2 separate regions of the Mus musculus genome follow, and region 1 is linked to region 2. Evidence: chromatin contacts called from public HiChIP or PLAC-seq data. All regions are on one chromosome and are shown on one strand. The core of a region is the stretch at or near the end of the contact, and the rest is flanking DNA. Distances in the headings are between cores, read along the strand shown.

Region 1 (4,757 bases), core at 1,329-3,828, 34 kb before region 2:
CATTTAACAGAAAGAACCATTTTCATAATGCAAACACAGGAATTTAGCAGAAGAAAGGAAGCTTTGGCTTCTAAATAAAGGTGCTCTGTCTACAGTCAGATGCCATCTCATGGTCCCCAAGGAATCAGATCAGTTTCTTCAGTGAGGTAAATACGACTGAGCACATAGCCAGAGGAAAAAGAGAGCAGAAAAAGAATCAAAACAAATAACCCCCCAAAAATTAGGCTTACGGGAAACTTGCAGGAAACTCCACTTTGACTTGTGTTTAATGCAGAGAGAGGGGCCAGCATGAGAAATACCATTTGCACACATTTCCCTATGACTTACACACATGATGACCAGAAACAGAAGGTCAGTAGAAGACAAGTAGCATCATAACAGGTTATTTTAAATTTTTATCCTGACATTTGGAATTAGTTTTTTTTTTCCTTCTGGGTTTGTGGTGAAGCAATCAATTCACATTTATAAAGGTTTGAACATTTATAAAATGCAGACTGAAGGTCATGTGGAAATGAAAATTCAAGCATGCTTAGCCGTGACCTTTCTCTTTCAAATTTCTTGAAATATTATTTTGTTACCCATTGAATAATAATATCGGCTGTTGGGAACTCTGGCACACTTTCTCACAGGCTCAGAATTCTGTTTTAATGGTGTTGTTTCTGGAATCTTAGGGATGCTCTTTCTAATGTTAAACACGGTACAGCTAACCTTTCTCAAGAGTTTTCCATTGTTTTAAATAACTTCAGATTGCCTGATTTCCTTAGGTCTAATGTCCAGTTCTTTGTTGTTGTTTTGAGATAGTTTATTTATGTAGCCCTGTCTGTCTTAGATCTCATTCTATAGACTAGGCTGGCCTCAAACTCACAGAGATCCACCTGCCTCCACCTCCTGAGTGCAGAGATTAAAGGGACGCGCCACCACAGCTCAGCTTCAGCTCATTTTTGCCCTTCTCATCACCTGCTTATAAGATCTTGCTGTGGCCCGGCATGGTGGCGCACGCCTTTAATCCCAGCACTCGGGAGGCAGAGGCAGGCGGATTTCTGAGTTCGAGGCCAGTCTAGTCTACAAAGTGAGTTCCAGGACAGCCAGGGCTACACAGAGAAACCCTGTCTTGAAAAACCAAAAAAAAAAAAAAAAAAAAAAAAAAAAGATCTTGTTGTGTTTTCCTACCCTACCCTTCCTATTTCCTACTATTCAGAATTCAGAGCAAGGCTAGTAAAATGGCTTAGTGGGTACCACTCCTCGATCCTAAAGCCTGGAAACCTGAATTTGATCCCTGGAATCCCTGTAAAGGTGGATGAAAGTCAATTTCATGAACTCTGACCTCCACATCATCAACTCTGACCTCCATATGCTCATTGTGGCATATACCTCCTGTCATGTACTCCTGTACTCATACAAAGGTGATGATGGTGATGGTGATGATGATAAAATAACGAACCCTTTTTAAAATGAAAAAGAAGGCTGGGGAGATGGCTCAGCAGTTAAGAACACTTGCTGCTATTCCAGAGGACCCAAGTTCAGTTCTCAGCACCCACACCAGGCATACTATTTGTTAACTCTGCGCCTCTGGCCTCTCAGGGAACCCACACTTATTTTCACACATCTCACATGCAGATATACACACATACATATTGTTAAATTTATAAAAAATTTAAAGAATCCAGACATGGTAGTGCTTGCCTTTAATACTAACTCTTGGAAGCAGACAAAATTGGGCTTATGTGAGTTTGAGGCTAGCCTGGTCTATTTAGCCTTCAAGTTCCAGGGTGGCCAGGTCTATATAAGTAAAACTGTCAAAAAAAAAAAAAAAGTAAAAAATTCAATGGCAAGAATTACCCCTGTATTGTGTAGGATAAACTGTTGGGGATACCAGTATCCTTTAGCTCTACCATAGAAATGAATTATCCTTCTACATCAACTTATTGCATTTATGTACTTGGCGTATCTTGCTAATATTTATGCAGATTTCAGCATTTTCTCCTTTCATTACTTTTGGAATCAGGACCTCTATAGGTGTGAAAATACTGTTTCAAAAATTGTCATGATTTTATTTGTAAAATAACACACATTTCCTTAAAAATGATTTATTTTATTTCATGTGTATGAGTGTTGTGCTTGCATGTTTAGTGCCACACACCACAAGCATGTTTAGTGCCGTCAGAGGTCAGAAGAGGGCGTCAGATCGCCTGGAACTGGAGTTACAGGTGGTTGTGAACCACAATATGGGTGCTGGGAATGGAATCTGGGTCCTTGTAAGAGCAACAGGTGCTCTTCACTGCTGAGCCATCTCTCCAGCCCCATCATTCCCTAAATCTTAATGGAGTAATCCTTCTTAGATCTGTAGCGATAATCTACAGTTTCATAAATCTACCCCGCCTCCCTCCCAGACACGCTTTTTAATTCTCTTCCCGCTAAGTTCATCGACAGAGGTAGCACCTGGAAGCACTGAGCATCTTTGCATCCATAGCAACCAGACTTGAGCTTTCTCGGTCACTATGGTGCCGGCTCGGCCGAGGCCGCGTGGTCGCTATGGAAACTGGAGGCGGGTCGCAGGGTCCAAGCAGGCTGGGCGCATGCGCACGAGGCCGGTTCTCCGCTCCGAGCCTGAGCCCCTCACATTCCCCTCGACATGGCGCTGAGCCGGCGGCTGCGACTTCGACTGTACGCGCGGCTGCCTGACTTCTTCCTGCTGCTGCTCTTCAGGGGTGAGTTGACGCTTCAGTGCCGCTAGGAAGTGTGTGGTCTGTGCCGATGGGGACAGAGCGGCCCGGGCCGCGGTGGAATAGCGGTTTCGGCTCCCACGACTCCAGGTCCGGCCGAGAAGCTGAGGGGTGGCCTCTGCGGGAGCGTGGCGGGCGAGGCTCCGTGAGCGGTCGGGTCGGGTCCGGTCTCGGGCAGACCCGCGTGGATGCGGCTGGTCCCGTACAGGGACACGGCCCTCTAGAAGGACCGTGGCAGATGCCTCACGGGCTCTAAAACTTGCTGGAGGAAACACCCCATCAGCAAGCAGTGTGGTACCCAGAAGTCGTGGAGGACAAGCGGCTTGGGAAGCTCCAGAGGCCTGTCCTCCCAGGAGCTGCTAGGGTCAACAAAGAAGCTGAACTGGGCAAGGCCAGCCAGCCTTGTGCGGAGATGGGGACTGCACAGGGATGAGCATCTTTGTTGCAGCGTGGTGGAGGAGACCCTGACTCCCAAATAGCATCTGGATCATTTGATCCCGACACACTGCTAAACTTGAAAGTTTTGCTCATTTCTTTCCAGTGGAATTCCTGGGAGACAGTATCTCCCTGGTCGGTTGGGCGAAAAGCACTGTAAAGTTTACTTTGCAGTTACTTTCCATAAATACCACAGGGCACTTCGAAGCTATTATCTCAGTCCTTAAAACAGCTCAGTGAAGTGGGTTTGTGAACCCATTTTTAGAGGCGAATATTAGTCTTCTTTAAAAAAATTTTTTTCATTAAGAACTGACGGCCAAACAAGTAGTGGCAAACTTAAGGTTTCATAAGGCACCACTCCTTCTTCAGAAGGTAACCCAACCCGGACCACTCCTCAACCCTTGGTTTGTTCCTTGGCTTTGCTGACGCCTACGATGTTCTCCAGAGTATACAAATTAATACACCAAAGCACTGTTGGGAGTGGGGGGTGGTCAGGCAAGAAGACAAAGCGCTTTTGTGTTTGACGCTTATTCTAGTGGGGTGCTCAGGGTGGTGGTAGAAAACAGGGGCTCTGGTGCAGAAGTGTTGGAAACAGGCTTCTGTAGCAAGGATGAGGCTTAGCATACATTTTTTTTTTTACCATATATTTTGCTTGATTTTAAATTTTAAAGCCAAATGCAGTTGGGAGATAGAGCTGACCCGAGGCTAGCCAGGGGACAGGAGTGTCAGCAATGTCCAACTCCCACTGTGCTGGTGCCACTGGCACGTACTATTCACAGACTAGAACAACTCCCTATTGTTGGAGAGATTCCCTCACATGAAATTCTGCAGTTTTTATTGGAGAAAATATTTTGCAGTTGACTTGAGGGATGAATTTCTTCATGATGATTTGTTAGTAGAAGTAGAGACGGCTAAGGGCTCCATAGACTCTTGTCTCAGATGCTGCCCCTCAGGCGGGGTTTAAGTTGGTGGGTTTCTTGGTATTGAGGGATGGGATTTACTTCCATTCCATAGGAATTACAGTAGATATTTGTAATCTAGGATTGAAGGCAAGATGAGGTGCCAGCTGTAGCTAGCTTGCTTGCTTTCTTTCTTTCTTTCTTTTTTTTTTTTTTCCCCGAGACAGGGTTTTTCTGTGTAGTCCTGGCTGTCCTGGAACTCACTCTGTAGACCAGGCTGGCCTTGAACTCAGAGATCTGCCTGCTTCTGCCTCCCAAGTGCTGGGATTAAAGGCGTGCGCTAGCACTGCCCGGCTGTAGCTTTCTTGTTAAAGGAAGGAATTTCCTATTATATAGTTTTTACCTTACGTCTACCTTAAAGCTGGAGAGGTACTCAGTGAATACAAAGGAGTACTGTGGCAGAGGACCCAAGTTCTGTTCACAGCACCAACTTGATGGCTCAACCAGCACACAGCTTGAGCCTCGGGGTATCTGACACACTTCTCTGAGCTCTGTGGGCGCTCAAATTCATACATGCATGTGGGCCCTTCACACAGAAGTAAATGTAAAATTAGCCTTTAAAGACGTGTCATCTTCATAGGGGACAGCTGTGCCTTCTTAATTTTTAGGATTACACTTTTCACTTGGTATCTCTGTGTAC
Region 2 (4,859 bases), core at 2,245-4,744:
AGAGAGAACAAGACAGGAAGGGGGGAGACACAGTGGGGGGGGGCTCTTATGTGTGCACCTGTTGTACCTGTAGCACCTGTCATACCTGTTGGTGGCATGTGATGCCTAAGTTGCTGCTAGACCCTGAGGGCAGGCTGGTGGACATGCCTGACGTCTGACAGTGTGGGCATGTGTGCCTCTTGCCCACAAAGGTGAGAAGAGGGCTCCAGATTCCCTGGACCTGAAGTTACAGATGACTGTGAGCCATGTCTGTTCTAGGACTTGAATCCAGGTCCTCTGGAAGATTAGCTGCCTCTCTTAGCTGTTCCAGCCTTCCTTCCAAGTGGGATGTTTTGACAGTTTTGTTATCAGGTGGTTGAAGCTGTCTGTGTAGATTTATTTATAGGCCTGTATCATGTTGCATTGGTCTTCATCTCTGTTTTTGTGTGGTACCTCTGTGTCTATGGTTCTGTAATATGCTCTGAGGTCAGGTGTTATGGTAATGTTCTCTCTGCTGAGGATGGCTTTGGCTGCCTGTGAATTGTGTGTGTGTGTGTTTGTAAGAATTTTGGGTTTTCCTTTTACTTCTCTGAAGAACTGGACACATTTCTGATAAGAAAGGTACTTGAAGTTAATCCTGCTCCTTCTGCCTTAAAAAAGTTAGCTGTTATCCGTGCACAAAAAAAAAAAAAAAAAAAAAAAAAAGGATCCTATATTTTTATTCCAATCCAAACAAATTTCTTAGCTCTTCTGCAAGGCCGTATCTTCTGGAAGGTGTTTGCTTTGTACATAGCATACAGTGTTCCTTGCTGCTTTCCACCCACAGAGCCTTTCTTGGTGAGGAGGAGGTGTGATATAGGAAAATTATGAAGGCTTTTCAGACCTGCTTTAATTGATGTCCCAGATGGTGAGGAAAACCCTATGGAGAACTAAAAATTAAATGAGGGATAGCAGATTTAAAAGTTCATAATTAGACACTCATATTCATGTTATATCTCCCCTCCCCCATGCCTCCCCTCTCACTCTTTCCTGCCCTTCACCCTCCCCCCCCCCCCCCCCGTGTGTGTGTGTGTGTGTGTGTGTGTGTGTGTGTGTGGTCTATATGATGGTGACATCTAACTCGGCCTTGTAGCTCTGGATGACCTTGACTTTGAACTCCTAGTCCTTCTAACCCTGCCTCCATGCCCCCACCTCCCATATGCTGGGAGTATAGATGTGTGATTCTACCTGGTTTGACTCTTTTTCTCCTTAAGAGTACGTACAAGTACCCAGTCTTTTATTTACACGTGGAATTCTGTTTGCCTGTTAGTAATAGGTTCCTTGAGGTCAGTCTGGAATTTGGGTATCACTGATAACTCAGCACGTGTAAAATCATCCTCCAATAGCACAATCATGGCTAGCGTAAGCCAGATGCTCTCAAGTGTGTCGGGTACTGCCCTTTGTCTGTGCTGTCTTATTTAATATTTGCTGTCTTAGGACAGGAAACGTTATAATCATTTGCCTCTTAGGTAGAAGGCTAAATCCAAGTCAAAATGGCCGTGAGCACTGGAGTGAGAGCTCAAAATCCACGGCATCACACCGCTGCTTCTGAGACACTTGGCTTTTATATAAACATCTTCTGAGCAAAACAGTGAATGAACTGAGCTTAAAATTAATTCTCCAGAATCATAGAGATGTCTTATGCCTCTTTACAATAAACGGTGCTCAGTGTGAGCGGTCAGCATGCTGCTGTGCTTGGTGATGCTTATAATTAAGGAAGATGATGCCCCTGACAGGTTGCAGTGTAAACACGTTGCTTCTCTATTCTTCTCCTGTAAAGTAGAACAATCAGAAGCAGCTAACAGTGATGTCTTAGTGAGGGGCTTCTCAAGTATTACTCGGTGGAATGCTGAGTTAATGTGGCATTATTTACAGAATGGTTTTGACATTCAGATGCAAATTAAACTGTGGATTTTCCACTCCAGTTCCATAGTAAGTGCTGTGCCCTGGGAACCACTGAGTATCCCATGGAGCATCATTAAGTAGGTTCTTGATTCTATAACTGTAAGTCCAGAATTCAGCTTCAGCAGTGATTCTCAGACTGTGGGTCCTGAACCCCTGGGGGTGTCAAAGGACCCTTTTATAGGCGTTACCTAAGACCACCCTACATATCAGTGATTTATATTTAATATTTACACTGGTTGCGAAATTACATTGTGAAATAACACCAAAAATAACTTTAAGATGGGATTATCACAACAGGAAGACATGTATGATAGTCACAGCATTAGAAAGGTTGAGAACCCCTGAGCTATAGTGTGCAGTCAGCATTCTCCTGTTTATGTTACTTAACTTGTTCTGGACTTAACAGCTGTTCTGGAGTGGCTGTGGTCGCTCTCAGGAGACCCTCAAGCAGCCTGTTAATCCTTTGTAGTGGGGGACTCTGACTACCGGACTCACAAGATCCTCAGTGTGTCTCCTTCCCTGAGGTTAGATAAGAGGTAAACACTTGGTACAGGGGACTCTAGAGTGGCATCGCTGCCTGTGAGTGTGTGGGGATTCTTTAAGGGTGTAGCTTTTTGTGGGTTATTCGTGCTTACGGTGGACTCCAGTTGGGAAGCAGCTACAAGTTGCTCTGGGGACTTCCTTGAGATGCAGCTGCCTGTGGTGCTTTGAATATGCTTGACCCAAGGGAAGTGGCATTATTAGGCGGTGTGGCCTTGTTGGAATAGGTGTGGCCTTGATAGAGGAAGTGTGTCACTGTGCAGGCAGGCTGTGAGGTCTCCTAGGATTCAGGCTTCTGCTCAGTGGGGGAAAGATACCCTCCTCCTGGCAGCCTCTAGGTCAAGATGTAGAACTCTTGGCTCCTCCAAACCCATGTCTTCCTGCACACTGCCATGCTTCCTGCCCTGATGATAATGGACTGAACCTCTGAAACCGTAAGCCAGCCCCCATTAAATATTGCTATTTTGTGTGTGTGTGTGTGTGGTTTTTTTTTTTGACACAGGGTTTCTCTGTATAGCCCTGGCTGTCTTGGAACTCACTATGTAGACCAGGCTGGCCTCGAACTCAGAAATCTGCCTGCCTCTGCCTCCCGAGTGCTGGGATTAAAGGCATGCGCCACCACACCCGGCAAATATTGCTTTTATATCAGTTGTCTTGGTCATGGTTTCTTTTCACAACAGTAAAACCCAAACTAAGACACTACCTTTGAGTCAGTCATGAATAATCTTAGTAGATATTGGTTCTCCAGCCTGGACTTGCATAGGACTGTTTCTTTGGCCCTTTTTACATAGTGTGTATAGTTACTGAGTTTTTAAAATGGTTTACATTATGTACGCGTGTGCATGTGTAAGTGTGTGTGTGTGTGTGTGTGTACATATGTACATCTGAGAGTAGTGCCTACAGCGCTCTGAAGAGGGCAGAAACTGGTAATGGCAGATGTAAGCTGCCTCATGTGGGTGCTGGGAGTCCAGCTCAGGTCAGCTGTAAGAGCAGTTTGCGCTCTTAATTGCTGAGTCATCTCTCCAGCTGCTTGCTGATTGTTTGTTTGTTTACCGTCTCCCCAGGAAGTGATGCAATAGCTCTAGATCCTAAAGTTGAGAACATTGGGGTGTGACCCAAGACGTTAGGAATTTCGGCTTGTCTTCATGTAGAATGTCTGGGTTTAGACGAGGCATTCCTTTTTCTCTGGAACCAGGAAGTATTGTAAGTATAATAGAAAATAAGCGAGCTTCTTGGTGCTTCTATCGGGACATAGTGTTCTTTTGGTAGGGCTTTCCATCCACTACAGCAGTACCTCTCACTAGCTTAAAAAGCAATCAGATCATAATACTGGGCTAATTTTTTCATTATTTCAGTTTTTATTGAGTATTCGCTATATAGTAGGAATTTTATGAGTTGTTATATGCAACCCTTAATGATGTCAATTCCTTTATAAGATAGGCACTCATTTCAGTTTCTCATAAATGAGAAACAGTAACACCCCAAGTGTATGATGGATGGTGGTGGGCCTCTATTCACCCAGGTCCAGAAGCACAGCGTCAGCTACTGTCAGTGAACGGTTCACTTCTCAAGAGTCCCACAGCAGCACAGTTACGAGCCCGTTACATGCTAATTCCTGTGCAAGCTTCGATGGCTGGGGGTGATGGGGGTGGTGGTGGCCAGAGTGCTCTCTTTCAGGTGCCCTTGACTGGAGTGCTTCGTTAACGAACTTGTGATTTATTCAGGAGCTCTGGACACTCTAGCTCCTTCCTACCACATACATGACAGCATACTAAGTTTTCTTTAGTACCAGTCTGCTGCTTCAGTCCTCCCAGGAGGCAGGGTTTCTAGTCTCCATCCTTCCTTTCTCACTCTGAAGATGTCAGTTATCATCTTATACGTGTGAAGACAGATTGTGTTAACTGTGTGTGGCTTATGCACTCTGCTCGCCTGCTCTTGGAGACCCTGTTGGGTTTCTCCCCTTCACCTGATCCACAAGTGACGACATATCCTGCTGAGTGAATTTCCAAGTCTGCAGTTTGGGTGCTCACAGTAGGCACCTTCTAGGATAGTTGGGAGGAATATAAAAGTTGTTTAGGAAAGTGGTGGCTGGCACAGAACAAGCACTCGAGGGAATTCTATATAAGAATATATGTAAATATATATGCATAAAATTGATGTACATACATAAATATAATAGTTTAGATTGTCTGGTTTGAAACACATTTCCATTTTTGACGCTGAATATACAGCGTTTTTGGGTGGGGGAAGGTGGAAGTTGGTGATGATTGGTTTGGGATTTTGTTGGTTTGCTACTCTGTTGCCCTGGCTGGCCTGAATCTCATTGTGCAGCCCAGGTTGGCTTCACACTTGTATCTTTCCTGCCTCAGTCTCTACAGTATGGGATTACAGGCATT

Evidence for each region. HiChIP or PLAC-seq counts read pairs in DNA pulled down with a chosen protein or histone mark.
Region 1: an H3K27ac HiChIP or PLAC-seq map of epiblast stem cells shows a contact between it and region 2. The contact joins the promoter of Jam3 here to the enhancer-like site in region 2. A contact is called at or near these places in 2 of 39 promoter capture datasets (embryonic stem cells and macrophages), 8 of 484 Hi-C or Micro-C datasets (cerebral cortex, cortical neurons, embryonic fibroblasts and 5 more), 7 of 115 datasets of contacts at active chromatin or transcription factors (embryonic forebrain, embryonic hindbrain, embryonic midbrain and 4 more) and 3 of 9 other capture datasets (adipose tissue, liver and pancreatic islet).

What each region holds. Positions count from the first base shown.
Region 1 is chr9:27,153,242-27,157,998 of GRCm38.p6, reverse strand. It overlaps Jam3 (junction adhesion molecule 3), which reads left to right and starts at 2,578. Exons shown (of 9, transcript NM_023277.4): 1 at 2,578-2,708. The coding sequence starts at 2,633.
Region 2 is chr9:27,120,091-27,124,949 of GRCm38.p6, reverse strand. The region is part of intron 1 of Jam3 (junction adhesion molecule 3); the gene reads left to right. Among named protein-coding and RNA genes, the nearest start is that of Jam3, 33 kb to the left of the region's middle. Within about 2 kb of position 3,494, at least 17 of the 459 cell types and tissues checked have an H3K27ac peak or open chromatin away from gene starts, as enhancers often do. A contact at or near this core is called in epiblast stem cells, where this site is marked.